Regions from separate parts of the Mus musculus genome. Here regions 1 and 3 are each linked to region 2. A link is a contact called in public promoter capture Hi-C data. All regions are on one chromosome and are shown on one strand. Each heading gives the region's core, a stretch centred on a gene start, on an enhancer-like site or on the middle of the called end of the contact. The rest is flanking DNA. Distances are from core to core; before and after follow the strand shown.

Region 1 (2,938 bases), core at 38-2,537, 250 kb before region 2:
CACCCGAGTTCAATCCCCAGAACCCACCGCTGAAGGAAAGATGACCTCTGACCCACACACATGCAACGACACTCCCATGCATGTGTTGCACCTACACACAATAAAAACACATAAAAAAATAAATAAGTACATAGATAAATAATGAAAAGTGATTGACAAAGACCCTGGAAAAGACTGGAGAGATGGCTCAGTGGTTAAGAGCGTTGACTGTTTTTTTTACAGAGAACCTGAGTCTGGTTTCTGCAATAGCTCACAGCCATTTGTAACTCCAAGGCTCACAGCACCCCTGCCTGCCTCTGTGGATACTGCATGCATGTGGTTCACATAGGCACAGGAAGGCAAACACTCATATACATTGTCTTGGTTAGGGTTTCTATTGCTACAATGAAACACCGTTACCAAAAAACAAGTTGGGGAGGAAAGAGCTTATTTGGCTCATACTTCCACATTGCTGTTCATTATTGAAAGAAGTCAGGACAGGAACCCAGACAGAACAGGGACCTGGAGGCAGGAGATGATGCAGAAGCAGTGGAAGGTTGCTCCTTATGGCTTGCTCAGCCTGCTTTCTTATACAACCCAGGACTACCAGTCCAGGGACAGCACCGCTCATAATGGGTTGCTCCCCCCCCCCAATCAATCACTAATTGAGAAAATGCCCTACAGCTGGATCTCATGGAGACATTTTCTTAACGGAGGCCCCTTCCTCCCCGATGACTCTTAGTTGTGTCAAGTTAACACACAAAACCACCCAGTACACACACAAAATGAAAATAAATAATACATCTAAAATAATAACAATAGCTGAGAAGTACTGTTATCTGCCTTGGAGCCTATCACTCAAGAGGCAGAGGCAGGGGGATCTTTGTGAGTTTCAGGCCAGCCTGATCTACATAGTGTTCCTGGATAGCTACATAGTGGGTGGGAGATGGGTGGTGGTGGTAGTGAATATATAAGTAAATAAATAAATTTAAGGAGTCATGGGGGGGGGGCGTCGCTGATCTTCCTGGAGGGGAAGGGTTCGCTTAAGCTGAACAGCTGAGTAGCGATTGCTGCGGAGCCCGCGTGTTGAACGGTTCTGCTAAAGACGGATTCTGCTTCCAAGAACCGATCCTGTCTCTGCTTTCATTCTCTGGTTTCAAATCTGCGGTCAGAGCCACAGCTGAGCCTTTCGCTAGGGACCAAAGAATTTACCCTGACGACGGTGTTAGGAAAAGCTGCCTGGGGCGGAAGAGTGGGGCGGGGCGGGTCTCAGGGAAGGGGGCAGGGGAGGTGCCCGGGGTGTCCACCAGGGGATTGGCAGCCACGTTTCAGGGACAGGCGGCCTAGCTCGGCGGCCCTGGGCCGGGCTCACTCAGGCTGCAACGTTGCCCGGTGGCCCCGGGATCCTGAGCATAGAAGAAGACGGTCCACTAGGACCCCAGATCACGGGGCTGACTTCCCGGACCTCGGGTTACTCTTCGACTGCCTCCAGCGCCGGGTAGGGATTGGATCTTCCCCGCCAACTCAGAGCAGGCCGCCCGGTGAGCTCCCGGACAGGTACGGACCTGGGATGGGACTCGAGGGTCGTGTCCAAACCAGCGGCTGGAGCAGTCTGGAGAATGGAGGAGTCTCTCCACTGGCTCTGTGTGCCCCTCCCCGCCCCCAACCCACCCCACCCCAGGGACGCAGTCTCCAGGAGTCTGTACATCGTTTCCCAGACTCTTCCCTTATGCAGTGCACTCTTACACTGAGCTAGCTGTACACGTGCAAGTTGCAAAGCTACAAGTCCCACTGAGAAGACTTTACATTCCGTGTGTGTGTGTGTGTGTGTGTGTGTGTGTGTGTGTGTGGTTTTTCTTTTTCTTTTCTTTTGTACCTCTGACTGGCCTTGCTATGTAGCCCAGCCTGGCCTTGTACTCAGAGATCCCCCTGCCTCTTCCTCTTCAGTACTGGGACTAAACCCGTGCGCAGCCACACCCTACTATTTTTTACTAACATTTAAGATAGCATACAAAGTAGTGGGCTTCATTTCCCACGTTTCATACATACTTTGTTTTTATGGAACTAGGTCTACCGGGTCGATGGTGGCAGGAAAAAGTGCCTGCCGCCAAGCCTCCTGGTGATTCTCAAGACTCAGAGTTAAAGGCGAGAATGGAGACCCACGTGTTGTCCTCTGACCCACACACTAACACGCATACACATCAAACACTTGCGCAACAATAACATCTTACTTTTTATTTAAAATCAAATTTAAAAAAAAAAAAGAAGAAAAGGTTCTCCCAGCACCCCCTCTCGCAGCTCTACCCATGTCCCAAATAGCCAACCGAAAAGGGGGAAAAGAAATAGCCAGCCCAGACCAACATGTAGGCCCTGGGCCGCGGCTGGATCACTCTGGCTGGCAGCCCCTTTGCAGAATGCGTGCTTCAGGGTCTCAGGCTGTTTCCTGACTTAGCTACATTGATGCATTTCAGCTGTGTTTATTCCTTTCCGTGTAACGTTTGTTCTTCTGAGTTCATTTCTTCAGTTTATTCCACTCCCTGTCTTGGAAGTATAAATAACACAAATCTGATTTTAGTGGTTTGTTTTGTTTTGTTTTGTTCTGTTTTTCGCCAGTAGCCCTGGCGGTCCTGGAACTCGTTCTGTAGACCAGGCTGGCCTCGAACTCAGAGCCTGCCTCTGCGCAAATCTGATTTTAAACAATGACCGTGTGCTGACTAGTTTTATGTCAAATTGACACAAGCTAACATCACTTGGGAAGAGGGTCCCACAACTGAACAGATGCCCCCATCAGTTTGGCCAGTAGTACATTTTCTTAATTAGTGATTGATGTGAGAGAGCCCAGTCCTTTCTTTTGGGTGGTTTTGCCCCTGGGCTGGTGGTCCTGGGTTCTATAAGGAAGCAGTTTGAGCAAGCCCTGAGAAGCAAACCAGTAAGCAGCCATCCTCCATGGCCTCTGCAT
Region 2 (2,700 bases), core at 14-2,513:
AACACTCATTTCTTCCTCACTCAATGAACCCCCAAGTCTTTTAATCAGGCATTCCTAATCAGACTTCCATTTTCCCAAACTAACCCCCTCCCATTATCCTCCATCCCTGCTCCTACTGTCTTCCACTATTCTCACTGTTGAACTATTTCCCCGTGAACCTGGAACCTTAACTGTTTCACTACCTCTCCCTTCTTCAAAGCACCCACACTCTTTTGGGTCTCCCCATCAATTCTAATTACGCCCCTATCCTTTTCTTTTTACAGCAAGGCGCCCTCAATAAATCTCACCCTCCTCACACAAACATCTTTTTTGTTCCTAGGCCCCTAACTTCTGTCCTGAACACCTACCTTCTCAGACCCCTAGTCCCATCAGACCATCTTAACACCTACTCACCACACACCCTAGCCCATGCAGGCCCCCCTCCCTGTCTCAGGATTCCACAATCCTCTCCTTAGTGCCCCCTTTTTACCTTTCCTGATTCTTCATCTCTTCTAGAACCACCCCCCAACACACACACACACACACACACACACACACTAAGGCTTCCTGCAATTCCAATCTCTTCTTCAGACTCTCTGCACTCCAGACTATCTCCTCCATACTAGGATTCCCAAACCAAATACTATCCAGGCTCACCAATTCCCTTCCTGGACCCCATTGCTTGCCTGGGCCCCATCAATGCTTCCTCTGATCCAACAATCTCGCCTTAAAACCTAGTTCCATTGCAACCTCCCGAATCATCATCTCGTTTGTCCCAGTTCCCCGTGTCTCCTACCTGGCCGCCACTTCCCCCCTCCCCCTCCAGATTCCCAATTGCTTCCTTAAGCTCTGTAATCCCTCTCCGGGACTGCAAACCCGTTCCCGAACCCGCCAATTGTCTCCCAGGACCCTCCTCCAGGCCTCCCCGCCACGCGCAGGACGCCACCCAGCCCGGGTCACGGGCCGCGCACCTTGCGCTGCTGCTTCTCCCAGGCCGGGTCCAACAGCAGGTCCCGGTCCCAGTCATCCTCCTGGGCCATGTAGTCGCCCATGCTTCCGCCGCCACCCGCGCCATTGCCGCCGCCGCTGTTCGGGCCGTACTGGTACGCCTGGTTCGCTGCGTGGTAGTCCACCATTCCGCCGCCTTTCGCTAGCCCGCCAGCCGGTCCGCTACCGCCTCAGCTCCCGCCCCTGTGCCGGAGGCTCCGACTCGGCCGCCGCTTCAGCTGCTTTCAGCCCGCCCAAGACTGACGCCTGCGCAGTTCACTTGCCGCGCCTGCGCACTGCGCTGCCGCCGCCGCCCTCCCGCGCGCGCGCACCTGAGGAGGCCCCGGGCTCTCGGCGCCGGCGCAGAACGCACCTCCGGCTGCCCGCCCAGCGTGGGAGCCCAGGCGCTTCTAGCGGGAACGCGCGCGTCACCCCGTGTGGGCGGGGCCCAAGTCATGAATGATTCATAAGGCGGGGCTCCTCATCCGGCTTTAACCTGTTTCGGGGTGGAATGTGTTCCCATTCAGCCATTCAGACATAATCAAGATTTATTTGGCTGCCTGCTATGTGTGAGACCGTGTTTTCTGCCTTGGCATTAAAGAAGTCAGGAAAAGTCCCCACCCTTTCGAAACTATATACTATAAACCTTGCACGATGGAACGTGGGATCTCTGTTCTCAGGCCGCAGAGACTGAACGACAGATAACATGTTGGAGCTTGGGTTACACAGGAAGACCAGTCTTAAATTAAATAAATAATCGAGCTTAAAACTGGGCATGGTGGGCCGGACAGTGTTGGCGCACGCCTTTCATCCCAGCACTTAGAGGCAGAAGCAGGTGGATTTCTGAGTTCGAGGCCAGCCTGGTCTACAGAGTGAGTTCCAAGACAGCCAGGGCTCCACAGAGAAACCCTGTCTCGAAACAAACAAGCAAACAAATAACTGGGCATGGTGACACATACCTTAGATCCCAACTGGAGGTGTGGACAGGAGGGTTCAAGGCCAGACTTACTTAGTACACAGCGAGTTTGAATCTAGTGTGGGCTACATGAGGACCCTGTCTTAAAAAAAGAAAAGAAAAGAAACTCTAGAATGGGCTGGATTTGTAAAGTCTTCTGGGAAAAGGGAAAAGGTAGATATTTAAAGAAACTCTTTCAAAGATACGTCGAGTTAGATTGGACTGGGATAGCTAGTTAGCAGGGAAGGCAAGGGGTCCTTTTGGACTTGTCTATCTTCATTCTCGCAGCAAATACTATGCACCTACTACATGCAGCCACTTTCCAACTACGGACAGCATGGTAAGCCAGGTCAGTTATCAAACGACTAACTTTGTAGGAGAGATGGGCAACAATAAGAATTATGGAAACCAGGCATGGTGGTGTATTAATCCCAGCACTCAGGAGGCAAAAGCAGGCAGAGCACTGAGTTTGAGGCCAGCCTGATAGACAGAGTGAGTTCTAGGATAGCCAGAAAAACCCAGTCTCAGAGGGGGAAGTGGGGGTAGGTAGAGGAGAAAAGAAACACACACGGAATAATAATAGTGCCTCATTGAAGGCCATCTGATAACCAGAGGGGCCATCTCCATCTTGAAAGGTGACTTCCTGCTTCCAGCTGCTCAGGAAACCTTAATCCTCCCTTATAGGGCTTCTTACAAAGAGGCAGCCAGCAGCCACCATTCCAAGCCTTCTTCCTGCCACCCCCACTCTTCTGCCTCCAGCCTTTGGGTTTGATTTCTTT
Region 3 (2,926 bases), core at 419-2,918, 190 kb after region 2:
GGAAAGGTCTTGGTCATGCCCAGGGTCCCGTCTCTGGGTAGATACTGTTCACAGCCATCTGCACATGTTCTCACCCATCGGGATGCATCCAGCTGCGAGTTAAGGAGGGGCTTCATGGACTCCGGGGGCAGGGACGGCAGCAGCTCAGAGATCTGGTGGGAGAATCATTAGAAGCCAGTGAGACACAAACAGGATGGACCTTCTCAGGGGCTCTAGTTTCCCTCAACCCTGTGAACCTGGGTCTCAGAAGTGTTAACGACTTTTGCCAACTTGACAATTGCTATTGGATATAGGCGTGCCCAGCCCACTCTGGGCCTGGGCTGTATAAGAGGTAGCTGAACAAGCCGGGAGGCATGTGCTAGTAAACGGTTGTCCTCCATGGCTGGCTTGAGGCTTGGGTTCCTGCCTCAGTTTCCTTCAACGGTGGGCTGTAACTTGTGAAGGGAAACAAACGGTTTCCTCCCCTAAGCTGGCTTTGGTCAGTGTTTTATCACAGCAAAAAGCAAATTAGAACGAATGGCCACTGTCGATGGGTCATCCTTTTTAGAGCTGGTTTTGAAAACAGGCTCCTTTCCACAAGTAAGGTACCTCAGGAGGAGACTCTCTCTACCTTGTCATGAAACTCCCGAAGTAGCTGGCTAGCCAGGGTTCCACGCAGGGGTCTGGGGAGCCCCAGGGCTTGAAGAGTTAGCGTCAGTTCCTGAACAACGCCATTCGCCTTCTTTGTCCCTTCTCCAAAGGATGGCACAGGGCTAGAATCCCGCTGGAGCCTTAGATGCAAGAGGCGGGCAGCCTGGAGCTCAGAGCAAAGAAACCCTAAAAAGAGGAGTAGATCCCTACCCAACCAGAACCTTGGCCCTTCCCCCAGAGTAAGCCTCACCCACCGACAATGGGGGATGTGGGTCCACTTCAGAACCACCCAACTGGCGTTTAACTCAACGCATTAAAGTTTTCAGAGGCCTCTGTCAGAATTCAAGCCAAGCCTTAATTAACCCTAGCCTATCTACCTGCGGCCTTCAAGCTCGCCGCAAAGCTTTGGCCACACCCACGGGAGTCCAGTCTGAGCGTCAGAGCCCGCCCCATTCAGAGGCCCCGCCCACCGCCACCACCCTGGGCCTTCCAAGCTCGCTCACGCAGCAGACGCAGGCCGCCGCCGGGCTCCCGCAGCACGGTGGCGCAGTCTCCGCCGCAGAGCGCGCGATCCGGGCAGTGCAACGCCCGCAGCCAGCCGGCCAACTGCCGCAGGAACTCTTCCTCTGTGTCCGGGCCTGCGGGAGGAAGAAGCCATCAGGAAGCAGCGGGTTCCGCGGCTCTACCCGCCGTCCACCCAGCTTCTCACGCACCGTGGCCGGCGCCCAGCACTGCGGTGCCCTCCTCTCGCCGCTCCAGAGCTCCCAGAGCCGTCAGCTCGGCCGCCAGCCGCGCGCACAGCGCCCTGAAGTCTGCACACGCGGGACCCCGAGACGCCCCCTCCGGGAGGGCATCGTACCTGCGGCGGGGCACGCGTCAGTGCGAGTCCCTCTGCGTCCGCGTCCCCAGGCGAGTGCGCCCTTCCCGTACCCCCAGGCCACACCACCGAATCTTTTACCCCAGTGTCAGAAGGTCACCCGCTACCATGGCCCCATCCATGGCAACTCCGTCTGCGGACCCGGTGCGCGCGCCCCCTTCCGCCAGGGAAAGGCTCCGCCCCCTCTTCCCTCCGCCTCCTCTCTCCCGCTGCTATCCAACCATATTCTCGTGCGAAGGCGCTTCCACGCTCCTATTGGCTTGGTCGCGCGCCACGCGCACCCTTCAGGTAACTTGTCCAGTGTAAATTTTATAGCTTGAGGTTTGGATCTACGAGGTCGCAGGAGGCTCGGGTGTCCCTACTGTCCGACTCTCAAGAAAAAAAAAAAAAAAAAAAAGCAAAAAGCAACTTATTTAACTTTTATACTTTTGGAGGCAGGGTCTCGATTTATACATTTATGTAGCTCAGGCTGGCTTCTTAGTCCTGCTTCCTCCTTCTGTTTGCTGGTTGACAGGCGTGTGACACGCCCAGCTGCCCTTTGTTCTTAGTGCACCCCAGACCGAAAGTCCCATCCGACTTGTTTTTCTTCCACTTTAGGATTAGATTTTCAGCACGTCTTCACATCCACTCTCCCACCTCAGCCAGACCCTCCTTCCACCTCACAGTGGGTCCAGTGTTAGCCAGACTCTCTGCCTCTGTAGGCCTTCGAAAGAAAAAGCAGATGCCATTGAGAAACTCCATCCTAAGGGGGAGGCAAGCCGATGGGACTGGGGTTGACTCCATTTGCCAGCTAATGTTTCTGCCAAACTGGTTTTTTCCATCTATGCGATTGGGATCCAAGGGCAATAAAGTATATGTTTTATGTGCCTGAATGTCGTGTGTGTGTATGTGTGTGTGTGTGTGTGTGTGTGTGTGTGTGCGTGTGCATGTGTGTGCGCGTACCTTGTGCCCACAGAAGTCAGAAGGCTTACAATCTCCTGCAACTGGACTTCCAGGACTTCCAGGTGGTCGTGAAGTCTTGTGTGGGTGCTGGGAACCAAACCCAAGTCTTCTGCTAGAACAAGTGCTCCTAACCACTGAGCCATCTCTCCAGCCATTAATATATTAAATGGAATCTGGCCTCACTAAGACCCTCCTATCTTAGCCCCCCAAGATCTGGGACTATAGGTTTGTGTCACACCCAATGTTTCAAGCACTCATTTTTTTTTTTTTTTAAGATTTATTTATTGTTATATGTAAGTACACTGTAGCTGTCTTCAGACGTACCAGAAGAGGGCATCAGATCTCATTACGGATGGTTGTGAGCCACCATGTGGTTGCTGGGATTTGAACTGAGGACCTTCAGAAGAGCAGTTGGTGCTCTTACCCACTGAGCCATCTCGACAGCCCCCTCAAGCACTCATTCTTAAAAGTGTGAGG

The links. Promoter capture Hi-C pulls out the DNA fragments that hold promoters and counts their contacts.
Region 1: a promoter capture Hi-C map of cranial neural crest shows a contact between it and region 2. The contact joins the promoter of Fbxo17 here to the promoter of Actn4 in region 2. A contact is called at or near these places in 1 of 39 promoter capture datasets (cranial neural crest), 2 of 115 datasets of contacts at active chromatin or transcription factors (embryonic stem cells and pancreatic cancer cells) and 1 of 9 other capture datasets (embryonic stem cells).
Region 3: a contact with region 2 is called in a promoter capture Hi-C map of erythroid cells, with 2.9 times the contacts expected there. The contact joins the promoter of Fam98c here to the promoter of Actn4 in region 2. A contact is called at or near these places in 1 of 39 promoter capture datasets (erythroid cells), 6 of 484 Hi-C or Micro-C datasets (B cells, the G1E-ER4 cell line, LSK cells and 3 more), 4 of 115 datasets of contacts at active chromatin or transcription factors (effector CD8 T cells, embryonic stem cells and pancreatic cancer cells) and 2 of 9 other capture datasets (adipose tissue and liver).

Annotation. Positions count from the first base shown.
Region 1 is chr7:28,715,503-28,718,440 of GRCm38.p6, forward strand. It overlaps Fbxo17 (F-box protein 17), which reads left to right and starts at 1,288. Exons shown (of 7, transcript NM_015796.2): 1 at 1,288-1,536.
Region 2 is chr7:28,961,069-28,963,768 of GRCm38.p6, forward strand. It overlaps Actn4 (actinin alpha 4), which reads right to left and starts at 1,264. Exons shown (of 21, transcript NM_021895.3): 1 at 951-1,264. The coding sequence starts at 1,115.
Region 3 is chr7:29,154,542-29,157,467 of GRCm38.p6, forward strand. Fam98c (family with sequence similarity 98, member C) reads right to left here and starts at 1,669. Exons shown (of 8, transcript NM_001146023.1): 1 at 1,589-1,669; 2 at 1,344-1,489; 3 at 1,134-1,268; 4 at 611-816; 5 at 75-152. The coding sequence starts at 1,629.